Linked DNA regions of Zea mays: region 2 is linked to region 1. The links are chromatin contacts, called in public Hi-C maps. All regions are on one chromosome and are shown on one strand. Each heading gives the region's core, a stretch centred on a gene start, on an enhancer-like site or on the middle of the called end of the contact. The rest is flanking DNA. Distances are from core to core; before and after follow the strand shown. Region 1 holds the start of LOC100193383. Region 2 has its middle 65 kb from the start of LOC100193383.

The links. A called contact is a pair of places that touch in the nucleus more often than the background predicts.
Region 2: a contact with region 1 is called in a Hi-C map of endosperm, with 2.2 times the contacts expected there. The contact joins the enhancer-like site here to the promoter of LOC100193383 in region 1. A contact is called at or near these places in 4 of 25 Hi-C or Micro-C datasets (bundle sheath, endosperm, leaf and 1 more).

Annotation. Positions count from the first base shown.
Region 1 is chr6:162,049,906-162,056,713 of Zm-B73-REFERENCE-NAM-5.0, reverse strand. It overlaps LOC100193383, which reads left to right and starts at 3,900. Exons shown (of 6, transcript NM_001138512.1): 1 at 3,900-4,152; 2 at 4,408-4,495; 3 at 4,650-4,810; 4 at 4,903-4,954; 5 at 5,034-5,087; 6 at 6,127-6,808. The coding sequence starts at 4,057. The coding sequence ends at 5,050.
Region 2 is chr6:162,114,099-162,120,872 of Zm-B73-REFERENCE-NAM-5.0, reverse strand. No RefSeq gene overlaps it. Among protein-coding and RNA genes, the nearest start is that of LOC100193383, 65 kb to the right of the region's middle. Within about 2 kb of position 3,917, at least 16 of the 20 cell types and tissues checked have an H3K27ac peak or open chromatin away from gene starts, as enhancers often do. A contact at or near this core is called in endosperm and tassel, where this site is marked.

The DNA.
Region 1 (6,808 bases), core at 2,651-5,150:
CTTATTTAAAAGCACACCCATAGTTTATTTACTATAAAAACTAAGGGCTAATTTAAAAACTCTATTGTTTCAAGTGAAATTAGTTATTTTTTCAGTTTATTTTTTCTTGGAAAAATATGAATCTCTTAGAAAAATAGAGTTTCCAAACTAGTCCTAAAACGGAAATACTACGCGTTTGGTCTAGCTCAAACAGTCAAACTTGGCTCCTTCATCGTGCAATAAATTCTCTATAAGCTCTATAAGGCAACTTAATGTAATGTCAAATGACTCATGTATCCATGGCTAAACTGAAATAGAGTGTTTCCTTCAAATTGTGTTTTCTTTTTAACAAATATTGCCAAATTTGAGCAAGAATACCATATAGGATGCCTTATATTTAAATACTATTTAGATGTCATAATGCATTATATTCTAGAACGGAGGAAAAAAAACCTTTGTCCATAAATGAACGCAGCTCTAGGCTCTCGATATTATCAAAAAAGAATGCAATTAGATATACACCAACTAATTAAAATATAGATATAGGACCCGGCGACCCGCTCAAGAAAAAAGAACCATCTCTGTTCGGGCCGGTCCACGCACCTCTTCGTAGAAGATAAATGCTTTGGATGCTCTGAGACACTGCTGCGATGATGGTGTGGTGTGGCTGGAAGAAAAAAGCAAGGCCACGTGAATAATTTTGCCTGTCTACTAATCAGTCCTCCGGGAACTAGATTTGCTTCCTTTTCAGAAAGGAGAACAACTTTTAAGGCACTGATTAGATTCTAAATTCTGAATCCCGTAGACCGATTTAATTTCTGAGGCTAATAAATAAAAAAAAACTGGAATTTCTTTTTTATAATGTTTAGCTAATTTTTTAGAAAATTTAGACCGTGCAAGTGTCTAAATTTTTAGTTTTCAACTTTGTAGGATAAATCTTTAGACCATAGAATCTAAACAGTCCCTAGCTAGATTATAAAGTGTTAGGTTTCTAGAGACTAATTTTTAATCTTTTTATTTTAATCTATTTTAGTGTCTAAATTATTAAATACGAAAATAAAACTATATTTTAGTTTCCGTATTTGGTAATTTAGAGACTACAATAAAGTAAAACAGAGGGACTAAAAATTAGTCTCTACAAACTAAACACGCTCTAAATAGCCTGATAAGCCACTCTAAACAAGATCTCAGTGTGGTTAATTGGATGGTTCTCGCGTAGGTGATATTATTGGTCTTTTTATATATATGGGTCAATGCAGGTAGATAATTTGCAAAATAAGTCAAACCGGAATCGGTCAATGTTGATGATTGATGAATAATTGTTTTTCAGCTTGTGATGCGCTCTCCATCGAAGTGATTCTAGATGATCTGGAATGAGCATCTTGTGCTGGTGGCAAATGGCATGAGCTAGTGCGGTGATGCTCGTTAGATGGAGCACCTCCTTTTGGATACGCATAGAAATAGAAGGATGTGAAAAGATATGTATAGTTTGGAAGATATGACGGTACTTACGAACCTGTTCAGTCAACACGTACACATTTTTGGCGACTGGTGAGTCGTGAAGTGCTACTGTTGTGTAAATTGCAGGTGTCGCCGTTCACTGTGAAGCTGAGTAAGGGATTCAGGGAATGTACAATAATGCAAGTAAATGTGAATACTTTCTCCTTACCTCGAAAGCGAACCTTTTCCTTTGATTAATAACATCTATAAAATTTATATAGACCACCTGTATAAAGTTTAGAATACTTTCATAATATATATTTTTAAGTTTAGATAATGCATTTCTAAAAAGGTTACCCCTCCGTTTCTTTTTAGTTGTCGCTGGATAGTTTAATTTTGCACTATCTAGCGACAACTAAAACGAAACGGAAGAAATACTAGTCAAAGTGATATCTTCTAGATTTTACGTAAATTTATCTATTTTTTTGTTTGCATAACACTATACAAACCAACCTAAATTTAATAATAAAGAAAATATTAGTCATATCCCTGTGCATTGCTATGTTTTTTATATATTATATAAATATTGTTTTTTAATATAACATAAAAATATATGTGTTTTATTGATTAGATAATTTTCGAATCTTTACTTGTGCATAATTTATTTTATTTTTGTATAAAGCGGGAAGGTAAACAGAACTTGATCTGATGAATGGCCTACCATCCATCACGTGGATGTTATTTTTCTACTGATGCCTCTATTCTAAATTATAATTTATTTTAACTTTATAAATAATTTTAGTTTTTAAAAGTTTACAAGTTCACTGGAAAGACACCATCGTTTGTAACATCAATTGTTTCAATAAATTATGTTATGTATTAAATACATTTTGAAATTGCATTTAATTAAAGTATAGATGTTAACATAATTTTAAGAAAAAACTTAATCAAAATCACAAAAATTTAACTTACTACAGAATCAATTTGGAACAAATGCAGTAGTTCGGGTTTAGATTATCTTTTCCATAAGGTTTTCACCTTTGAGTTGTAATTTGGCGGGGATGACATTTGTCAAAAGTAGACTGAACATCAGGTAGAGTTGTATCAAGGCCAGGTTATAGATTGTTTGGCACAGTCCACAATTAATTCGTATATAGTGTCGGGTTGGGTCAGGTTGGTCTGTGCCTTCCTGTGGAACGCGTCGTCGAGTCGTTTTTTTTTTGCTTTGGGTCGTGTTTTCGGTTAGGTCGTGTTTTGGATAAAAAATCATGGATTGTATCTATGCCATGGATTGTTGCGGGCCAAAACGTATGGTCTATTCCCGCCCATCATATTGTTTGGGTTAGGTTTTTTTGGCGAGCTAGACCAGGGCGATCGAGTCGAGGGGCCCATACTTAAGTACAGTAAAAAAATTATCTATAGTTATGATATTCGAACTTGTGTTACCAATAATTTATTTCTATGTTTTTTTATTAATTCCTATAACAACATGAGTGAGTCTAAAAAATGAAACTAGTTTGGGAAACAAATGACACATAGGTACTATAACGACATGCCAGCTAAAGGGGCAGCTAAAAGCAAGATAGCTAGTGTATCCAACAGGGAAGACATAGAGAGCAACCATTTTAGATAAGATGACAAAAAAGGTTAAATAAAAGCTAGCAAGGGGTATCTATTTTCATACATGTCTCTATGATAGAGAAGTACCACCATCCACCAACCCAATACCAGTACTATTTGACATAAATATAGATCGTAAAATGGCTTCTCTCCTGAATACACTAACAAGATAACCAACTAAACTATTGATGGCAGCCACGATGTTTGGTTCCACTCAAATAAAGTTTAGTCCTATTACATCGATGATAGTTGAGTCTTACATATAGTCTAATTATAAAAATAATTACATAAATAAAGACTAAAAGACGAAATAAATATATTAATCCTAACTAAGACTATATGTAATACTTATACTTGATATCCAAATATTTGATTTAACACAATCTAAACTTTTGTCTGTTGAACTAAATACTTCCTAAATGTCGCTAAAATGACTTCTTTCTAATGGAGGCCAAGGCTTGAATTCAGAGTCGTCCTTGAAATTTCGCGAGTATTATCAACCGCTTAAGAGTATGTACAATTCTAAAACGGTGGTTCGGTTTTTCAACTACAAAAGACAGCTAAGAGACTATATGATATAATTCTGATCCACTAAATCATAAATACAATTAAAAACATTATGTATAAAGAGTCATATAAAGAGAGTCCATCTTTTTTTTCACTTATAAACTCTTAAAACCCCCTCAAAAGCGTGTACATCCCCTAGCTATGCACTATTGCACTCTGCCAAGTCTGCAGGAGGATGAAAGCGAAACACAATTTTCTCCATCCAGCCCCCTTAAGATCTAGGAAATAGCGATACCGGGCTCCGTCGAGGCCTTTAAATGCCGGCACAGATGTTGGCCGGAGCAGGACGCCACGAGGCGAACAACCAACTGCTTCCTTCCGCGCCGCCGCCGCCTACAACGACCACTTCACGTGACTTACCTCTTCTCCGCCTCAAGTGTTCACGGCTCCATCCTCTCTAGAGTCTAAGCCCATCTCGCGAAGCCGCTAACGCCGAAAACGACCCTACATATGGAGGCGAAGAAGTCGGGTCCCGCCGCTGCCGGAGCCGCGGCGCCGCCGCCGGCTAACGGGTACTTCAGCACCGTCTTCTCCGCGTCGCCTGCGGTACGGGGCCGTCTCTTCACACCATCGTTCTGATGGATTCTTGGGGTCTTAGGGATCTTTTTCGTGGTTAGTGAATTGGTGCGATTTGCTGATGAGTCCGTTACTATGTTACGATTTGCGGAGTGAGCTCAACGTTTTTTTTCTCAATTTAAGTCTGATGATGAGGGATAATTTTGATAACAGAGGGAGCTATATGATTCTGTAAAATCTATTTGGATATGACGCTGACACTGTGGCTTCTGTTTTGCATTCAAGGGGAGCGCAAATGACGCAAAGCAGGCCGACCTGTACACGATGCTGAACAAGCAGAGCTCCAGAGGGCAGAATGGCAGTGGCATTACAGGTAGTTCTGGGTACTCCTGTCTATTTGATATATTTCTCTTCGATTTAGGTTGTGTTCACAAGCAAAGCGATACTTAGAACCTTTTTTTACCATCTTAGCTTAGCATTAATCTGGAGCATTTGATGTAAGTATGAAAGTTTAAATTCATGGTCAGATGGCAAATCACACGGCCGCCCTACTTACAAGGATGGAAAACATGCTTATCCAAATGACTCGTCAGAATCCCCTTACTTCGGTTCGTCCGTGCATTACGGTGGTCGGGAATTCTACAGCAGCACGTTACAGAAGCAGCCAGCCAATGAACCCCAGACAAAAGTACGTAGAACCTTTTTTATATATAAGTAATACATACCAATATACCATTTGGAGCACTGAAGTCTAATGTTTCTTTTGAATTTTAAATCCAGTACAAGGAGGACAAGTCGGATGGCTCTGCTACTAGAGGTGATTGGTGGCAAGGTATCATTGCATTAAGTTGTGTATTATCCTGAGTATACATGGGATGCATATGTACTCACTTGCTAGACTGCACTTTCAGGTTCACTTTATTACTGAACAATCTGCTGGGAACTCTCCTTTTTTTGTGAACAAGGTATACCATATATAGGACACATCATAGTTTCCAATTTGTGCTTTCCATTAGTAGTGCATTCCATTTTGAGTTATGTCCTTGTCAATGTCAACAACATCATACAGTTGTGTTTAGTTTGTTAACACCAGCATTTCAACCCATACTTACATCTTAACCAGCCTAGACTATATACTTCGACTTCAGAAGTTGTTCGGGGTTTTTTTGATAACAAATGATAGTTTGATAGTCTTCATACAAGTAACCCAATTGTGAGACATGCAGGATATGATGTAGAAGCTAAGTCCTAGAATTTTTTTCTGTCCCCAGGGATACTGCCCTTGATCATCTATCCAGCTTAGGTGTCCTATTCCAATCTTAGGAAGCTCAAAACATATCTTTCTTTTATGTTCTGTCACTATCCCGGCTCCATTCTGAAAAAAAAAATCGCAGTAGCCTGTAGAAGACTTACTTGCTAGTTGAATCCCAGACGGACTGCATGGTAGTGGAGGTTGACAACGACGGCTGTAACATAAAACTATCAACTTTTTTTATGAAGTGCAAGCTTTAACTTAATTAGTAGTAGAAAGTTTATCTTAGCAGCTTAGAGCAGGTTATATCACACCATCAGTTTTTACCTCCACTACTTTTTTTTTTGTGTAACTTGAAGTGAACTGCGGATCTTGGTGGATTAGTTGTTCTAAATCTCAATTTCATGGCAAGTAGTAGTATTACAATCTCTTGCAAGTGTTACCTTATGATTAAGATGCTGGCAAGTGTCACTTGTTAAAGAAAAAACGGTAGCAGGTATATAAGGCATAGGCATTAAGGATAACGGTGACACATAGGACTTGATCATGTTTTGAATAGCTTATCATGACAGCCTACACTTCCTTGAATCCTAGCAGCCCGCCACCCCCCTGTCACTTGCAATGCTTTCTCAGTGGCCTCATCATTTTGTTCACACCCTATTGCGCTACCCCTGTTTCTGCTGTTACTTGCGATGCTTTCTCCATGGCCTCACATCATTTTATTCACATCCTGTTCTCCTTTTGTTTTTCAGGAATAAAAAAGGGGTGGAGCTGAGCTTGGTTTGTCATAATAGTGTTGGAACTGTTGATGCGAGCCGTTAGGCATGGACCGAAAGTAATAGCTGTAATCCGGTCGGTGGAGGCAGTATTTAGATGCATCATCACACCTGGACAGACGTGGATGTAGGCTGCGTCCTTTTGTGTTCCTGTTTTCGCTAAGTGTGTTCTTGTGGTTTTAGATGTGCAGCCGTGCAGTGCTGAACTTACTAATGAACTGGTAGGTCAGCCTGAAGTAGTTTTGATAAAAGCAGTTGCCAAAGAGTCTGCAGCTCGCAGGATCACCTGCTATATGTGCGTGTTCCTGCTATCTTTCGGAAAGATTTGGGTTGTACATAATCTGTCCTTACCCTTCTTTTTTAAAAAAAAATTATGTTCCTACTATTCTTACTTACCCGTACTCTCAGTATGATGGAAAAGGATGAGGTGGAGTTTGGTGGCCCTGTTGTGACTGAGGTGTAAACCAGGCTTGCTTTCTATGTCCGTTCGTTATGGACTGGTCACGGTTACTCGCGCTCCGACAGACAGTGTCCTTTGATCCGATCAACATCTGGTGTCCAATCCTGACACACGCTACTAGACGCCGCAACAAGCGGCAACAAGAGAAACCGCCCTGGGATGCTACTGTAAGTCAGTAACACACGCTACTACACGCCG
Region 2 (6,774 bases), core at 2,668-5,167, 64 kb before region 1:
CTCCCCTTGCTATCATTTCTTCGGTACTCTTGGCACCTTAATGTCTTTGTCACGACAATACCTTTTCATCCTCCAAAAGTTTGCTATGTGTTGTATGTATCCTAGAGTGTCATTCTCATTTTTTTCTATGATAATAAAAAGATTATGTTTGAATAACCAAATAAATTGTGTTAAAAACATTTCTTTATTGAAATATCTATTAAAGACAACCGAATCCAATCTTTCCGTTGAAAGGAAGCACGCATCAACCAACGGCATGGGGTGCACGAGCGACCCCCGCTGGCCCATTAATAATTGGACCCCCAAATAAACAATCGGGCATCCATCTAGGTCCCACCGCGGACGCGACGTAACATTGCTCAGCAGCACAGCGCTGATCCAGGCCCGTCTCCGTCACGGGACCCTCTCCTGGGCCCCTGGGGCCAATGACATGTGGGACAACAATTTCGCTCTCCCCTCTCAAGCCGAAGCAGCACAGTACAGCGGGGGGCGAGGAGGATTGCCTATTGTCACGTAGATGCCCGGGATACGGTCGTCACGTCGAGTGGTGTCAGTCGCGGTCCCGGGACGGGACGCGTGTCACGTCCCGATAGGGGGCAAGGCTACCGGGGCTATACGGGCGAGATACGGTCGTCGCTGCGCCTGCGCGACGCAAAAGATTACGATACAGAGAGTACGTGTGTACGTACGGCACTGGTGTAGATGCACAGCTGAGCACTGAAGCTAATGCAACGCAGACGCAAAAGATTACTAGTACTCTTGTCGTGTCGTCCCTGTGATGCTTTTGCTAGGGGTAGATTAGCTAGACAGTCAGGAAGTGACGTCCGTACGTGATGTTTCCATTTAACGTCACGTCCATCCATCACAGTGAGAGAGAGTGGCGCGCGAGCTACTAGAGTCGGAGAGAGAGGGCACAACTACTGGGTACTGGACCTGGACGGGACGAAGGAACCGGTCCTCCGTGTCCGTGGTCGAGCTTTCATTGTTACTGTTGGCCTATCAGTGGTGCCATGTAGCATTGTCACCGGAGTAGGATATATAAGCCAGCTCATCAGCGCAGGCCAGCGTACGTACACGGCGTCGTCATCCTGAGCCCTGAGCCCTCGCATGGCCGTCGAGCTATAGTGGAGCAACAGTACCAGGCACGTGGACGGACTGCTTCTGCATCCCTGTAGCGGCTAGTTTAGCGGTACTGTGCGCCATTGCTGCACTCTCTGCGCGCTCGCTCCACCTCTCATTCATCGCCCAGACACGGACCTCAGGACGGACGCCTGGTGCACCGCACCCGTACGACAAAGTCGTGCCCCTGGGCCGGCCTGGGCTGGCTCGCACGTACGCGTACGTCGTCAGTCCTCGATGAATGGCGTCGAGTTTTTACACAGCTGCCTGCCACGCACGCGGCAGGCACGGAGCCAGACAGACGAATCATGCACCAGAACTCGGGAACCCGAACGTACGGTACGGCGGAGTGTTTGGTCATTTGTCGATCCTTGGCTGTGTGTGCTGTCGATCCAAGCTATCGGGTCATTGAGCCTGAACGCCCACAAGCGCAGACTGTGCTGAGCGGTAGATCTTGGTGTCTATCTGTCTTCCCGGCGCACCACCGCCCGTGCCTCAGCGACCGGCCGGCCGGTCACGGACGTCGCGCAGCGCTAGCGCTAGCTGGCTGCATGCTACTGGCACTGCACGCACCACCGTGCGCGCGCATTGGCCGGAGCGGCGCTCGGGCGGTCGCAGTCACTCTAGTCTACTCTAGCCTCACAGGGGGACGCTGTCGCACGCAGCGACGCAGCGTCCGTCCGGCCATGAGCCCCATGAGCGCATGCACAGCGGCCGGCGGGGTCGCCCTGTGTTTTCCCTGTCCCACTCCCACAGCCAGGCCGGCGGCCATTGGCGCCTTCCTTCCTCGTGGGCTCGTGGCAGAGAGGGAAAGGGCCCGCCGAGTTAGTGGCGGTCAGAGACAGAGACAGCATGTAGACACCGCCACGAGGGGGAGCCTGGCGCCGGCACACACGTTTGTTCGGGCGGCGTAGAATGATCACCACCGTGGCGCTGCTGCGACGACGACGGACGTCGACCAAGATCTCTGAGAGAGAGAGAGAGAGAGAGAGAGAGAGAGAGAGAGAGAGAGAGAGAGAGAGGCGTGGTCGCGTGGAGCAGAGGAGCCCGAGTTTCCGGTCGAGCCCATGACGCGACCTCCGAGGCAGGCATGGCAGGCCACGCACTGCCGTGTCCGTGTCCGTGTCTCGGCGTGTGTTTGTGCAGTGTGCATGCATGGGCGCGGGGTCCCAGTGTGATCATCGGCTTTAATGGTTAATCGATGGATCACCGATTGGGGTGGGTGTGACCGGGGTGACAGTGTACCTGAGCCAGAACGGAGGCAAGCATGGAGCCTGGGTCCCGTTACTTGAGAGTTTGTGCACTGTCCATGAGTCATGAGATGGAAGGAGTTTTTTTTTGGAGGGGGGAGCCAACTACTACCAGACAACACCTACTTGATACTACTGACATTTGTATATTTTTGCATTGCAGCATCATGTGCACAAAATTTTCTCGCTCGTCCATAACTGATGTTTTTTACTCCCTTTACCAAATTAAAATGCATCCCTGTTTTTTTAAATAAAAACGTCTTAAGTTTGATCGGATTTATACAATAAAACAATCAGATTTATGGTATCAAATAAATCTCATAAGATTATTCATTAATCGTATTTTTTATAGTATAGATGTTGCCAGTTACCGTGAAGACAGTGTAACATCGTAGCATACACCCAAGCCGTCGTCGTCACTCCTCTCCCTACTGTGTGCTGCTTACAAGCTGACATCGTAGCGTTTTTATCACCGCGCGTGTGGATACCGTGAAGACAGTGTCATTGTTGTTGCGTTGTTGATGAGTAACGAACACGACTGAGAGAAAAAAAAAATGTTGCCTGTTGCCATTGGTAACCCCAACAGTCGCTGGATCTGAAATACAGAGCTCCCGCTCCTCTATACCTTTTCGTGTGGCATTTCATTTTGTTTCTGCGTGTACTGCAAGACCGAAGGATCTGTCAACACCGAAGGTCTCCTCTTTGCTTTTTTTTACTGTGTCTCGCAATAGCAGCTAGCGCCGATCTGAGACGCCATTTTCTTTTGTTCCTGAGCCGGCTCCGTTTGTCGCATTCATGTGCCAGCCCGGTGCTCTCCCTCCCAGGGAAAGGATACTACGATCCGTCAGTTCCAGGGCGCGGCCCTCGTAGTACGACGTTTATCTCTGGTCCTCTGCCGCGCTGTGCTGTGCTGCGGCCTGCGGTACTGGTACGTATCTAGCGTGACCTCTCAGACGTATGGCTACGGTACAGCCAGGTACGTATCTAGCGTCACCTCTGCCTGTACTGCTGGCGCTGGTACCGTGGTACGTGCCTCCGTGTCACCGCGTCACTGGCTGTGTGGATTGGATCGAACTTTTATGCAAATGCAATGCATGGTCACTCCTCCAACAGTCCAAGTCCATGGAGCAGTGTTCGTCTGTTCGTCAACGGTCAACACTCGCATTCGGGTCAGGCGGGGTGGGGTGGGCAAAATTAACATACTGTACTTCTTCGGGCCTTTCAAAATCCTCCATGCATGGCTTCACGAGAGTATACACGACCGCTGCAGTAACAGTGCAGGCACCGTCTGTGTTCGTGCGGCGGGCGGGCCTTTTTCGAATCTCCTCGGCGAGAGACTGCGCTGCGAGCGAGCGAGCGAGCAAGCAACCGTCCACGAGCATGTGCAAATGCAACAGGAAATGGCAGCAATCCATCCATCCATCCGCGGCCGCGATGCTGTAATAGTAGTAAAAATCTGTGCGAAGGTGTCGCACCCGGTCGAGACGCGTCGTCAAGGAGGAGACGAGGAGTAGACGTGATGCTTCGTTTCCTCCGGGTGAGGCCAACCCAGCCCATGTCCTGTCAGCTGCCTTGTCTTTTTTGGCGATAACTACGAGGTGCATGGTGGGCTGGCTGGTGGTCGCACTCGCACAGCGGTTTTCGGTATCGCCGCATCCGCCCTCAATTCCTCGCCGCCCTGTTCTGTTCCTGCCTGCCCGCTGTCGGTCTGCAGGTTGAGCTCGGACACGGAGCTGCCGAACGAACCGATTTTTTTGCATTTTAACCCTACATCGAAAACAATATCACGTTTGGACCCTAGAAAATTTTAATGTCATTTTTGGACCCTTTGCTCGGCGTCATAGGCTATGGCGCCGAGGTAGGTGCTGCGCTGGCCCAAACGGACAACGTGGCGCCGACGTGATACCAATCTTGGCGCCGAGCTTGATTCTGTACACAAAGGTCGTCTAGTTCAGTTGGTAGAGCGTAAGGCTTTTAACTTTGTGGTTGTGGGTTCGAGCCCCACGGTGGGTGTTCTTTTTTGTCTTTGTCACTGATTTGTTTTTTGTTGTCCAGATTTTTTGTTTATGTCGCTGATTTGTCCGTCCAAATTTATTTCTCATCCTGTTTTTTTGTTTTTTGACTGATTTGTTTATTCATCTAGATATTTTTTTGTTTTTCAGGAGCCAAGCTACTTTGCTTTTCATATCCTAACTGACGCTCAGAACTTCTATGCCATGAAACACTGGTTTGCCAGGAATTCGTATAAAAATGCAGCTATCTGTGTCATAAACTAGGAAGCAATTATTTTGGAGAAACTTCCAAAGTATACTATCCGGCAGCTGTATTTGCCAGAGGAGTTCCGTGTTCTCATTAGGAGCATTAAGCGGCCTACTGAAAACACAAGAATGAAATACCTGTCACTGTTCAGCCACTCACATTTCGTTATTCCAGAAATATTCAAGTATCTAAACCTTGACGCATCCACAACGTTGGAATATATATGTACTCATATTCGGATTATAGAATACAGGCTTATCTGTAGAAATATTCAGGTTTTTTTTCTTCACGTGCTTTTGTATAAAATCAAACTGGTGAGACTACAAAATTCATGTATTAATTTATATAATAATCTTGCATTTCAAATAGGCCATCGTATAGGATAGTCAATTCATGAATATTTGTGCTTCTTTTTACCGGATAAACAAAAAAAATATCTGGATGAATAAACAAATCAGTCACAAAAACAAAAAAACAGGATGAGAAATAAATTTGGACGGACAAATCAACGACATAAACAAAAAATTGGGACAACAAAAAAAATTAGTGACAAAGACAAAAAACACCCACCGTGGGGCTCGAACCCATAACCACAAGGTTAAGAGCTTTACGCTCTACCAACTGAGCTAGACGACCTTTGTGTACAGAAACGAGCTCGGCGCCAAGATCTATGACGCCGAGCTCGGTACCACGTCGGCGCCACGTCGTCCGTTTGGGCCAGCGCAGCACCTACCTCAGCGCTATAGCCTATGGCGCCGAGCTGTGTTACCTCGGCGCCATAGGCTATGGCGCCGAGCAAAGGGTCTAAAAATAACATTAAAATTTTCTAGGGTCCAAACGTGATATTGTTTTCGATGAAGGGTTAAAATGCAAAAAGCCGGTCGACGACTGCGGGCAACGACGGACCGTAACGTCGGCAACGGTGCACCCAACCCAACTCGTGGTCTTTGACGGCAGCAACATAAACTATGATCGTCCGCAGCGAGCTGGTGCTTGCCCGACCACAACACAACACAACACGACGCCCACCACCAACCAGTCACCGCGGACAGTTTGGGCCAGCTTATGGCCCTGTTTGGCACAGCTGCTGCTTGTTGAAAAAGCAGCTTATCTGATAAGCTGGTGAAAAGCAGCTTCTGCTTGTTGGCTGCTTTTAGTGTATTCTGAGAAGCAGCTGAACTGATAAGCTGCTGCAAAAGCTAGCTGTTTGGCAGAACTTCTGCTTAAATTTGTGAAGAAGCTGAAAATAAGCTGTGCCAAACAGGGCCTATAGTTTGCTTGCCCGACCGCCGTGGGCAAACGGAACGCACGGCATGGCGCGATGTGCTCTCCACAGGCGTGACTCCATTTCCAACACAGGCAGCACAGCACACGGATCATGTTTTCACACGCGGGCGGGCGCCCACGCGAACGCGTATTCGGCCGATCGGGCCAGAATCCCACGGCCCATGGGCCGAGCATCTTGTTGCATTCAAATCGCTCTCAGCGGTTCGCGTCGCGGGTATAGATGGATGGGCATGCAATGCAGGCCGTTTTAACATCTAGGACATAGTTTGAAACCACAAAACCGGAGTAGTTAGGAAGAAATAAAATCATTTTTTATTCAAAATTGAATAAGAAGAAGAATTTATTCTCTCCAATCTTCTTTAGTTTTTCTGTCTCCCAAACAGACCCCTACAATCACAGGCAGATCGGATGGCGCCACCAACGTGAGCCAGACGAGACGACCAGGTCGGCGTCACCTGCCGATAGAAATCGACGGGAGTTGGGGCCAGCTCGGTGTCCTGCCTGCGCTCGTCTCGTTCAGATTGGGTGGTGGTGCTGATGATGACTGATGACGGCTGGTGGCGCGCGCCTGTCGGTGGGTGCGCGTTGATGTACATACTGTTGAGAACTACGTTACCACGGATCACCAGTGTTGGGGGCCTTCGGCTTCCGAAGGTCCTTAAAAACATGATTTAACAGTGTTTTTAGAGTATAATGTGTGAGCAGGTATCTTCGGACTCGTATCAGAAAGGGAGAAGCTCAAAAGATACGAAGGTTGACACAGCGCCGAAGCTGTGAAGCAGGAAAGCTTCGGCATGTTCGCAGAAAAGGGAACCGACTTAAAGATGAAAAGGTCATTTAAACCTCGATAGATTGCTAT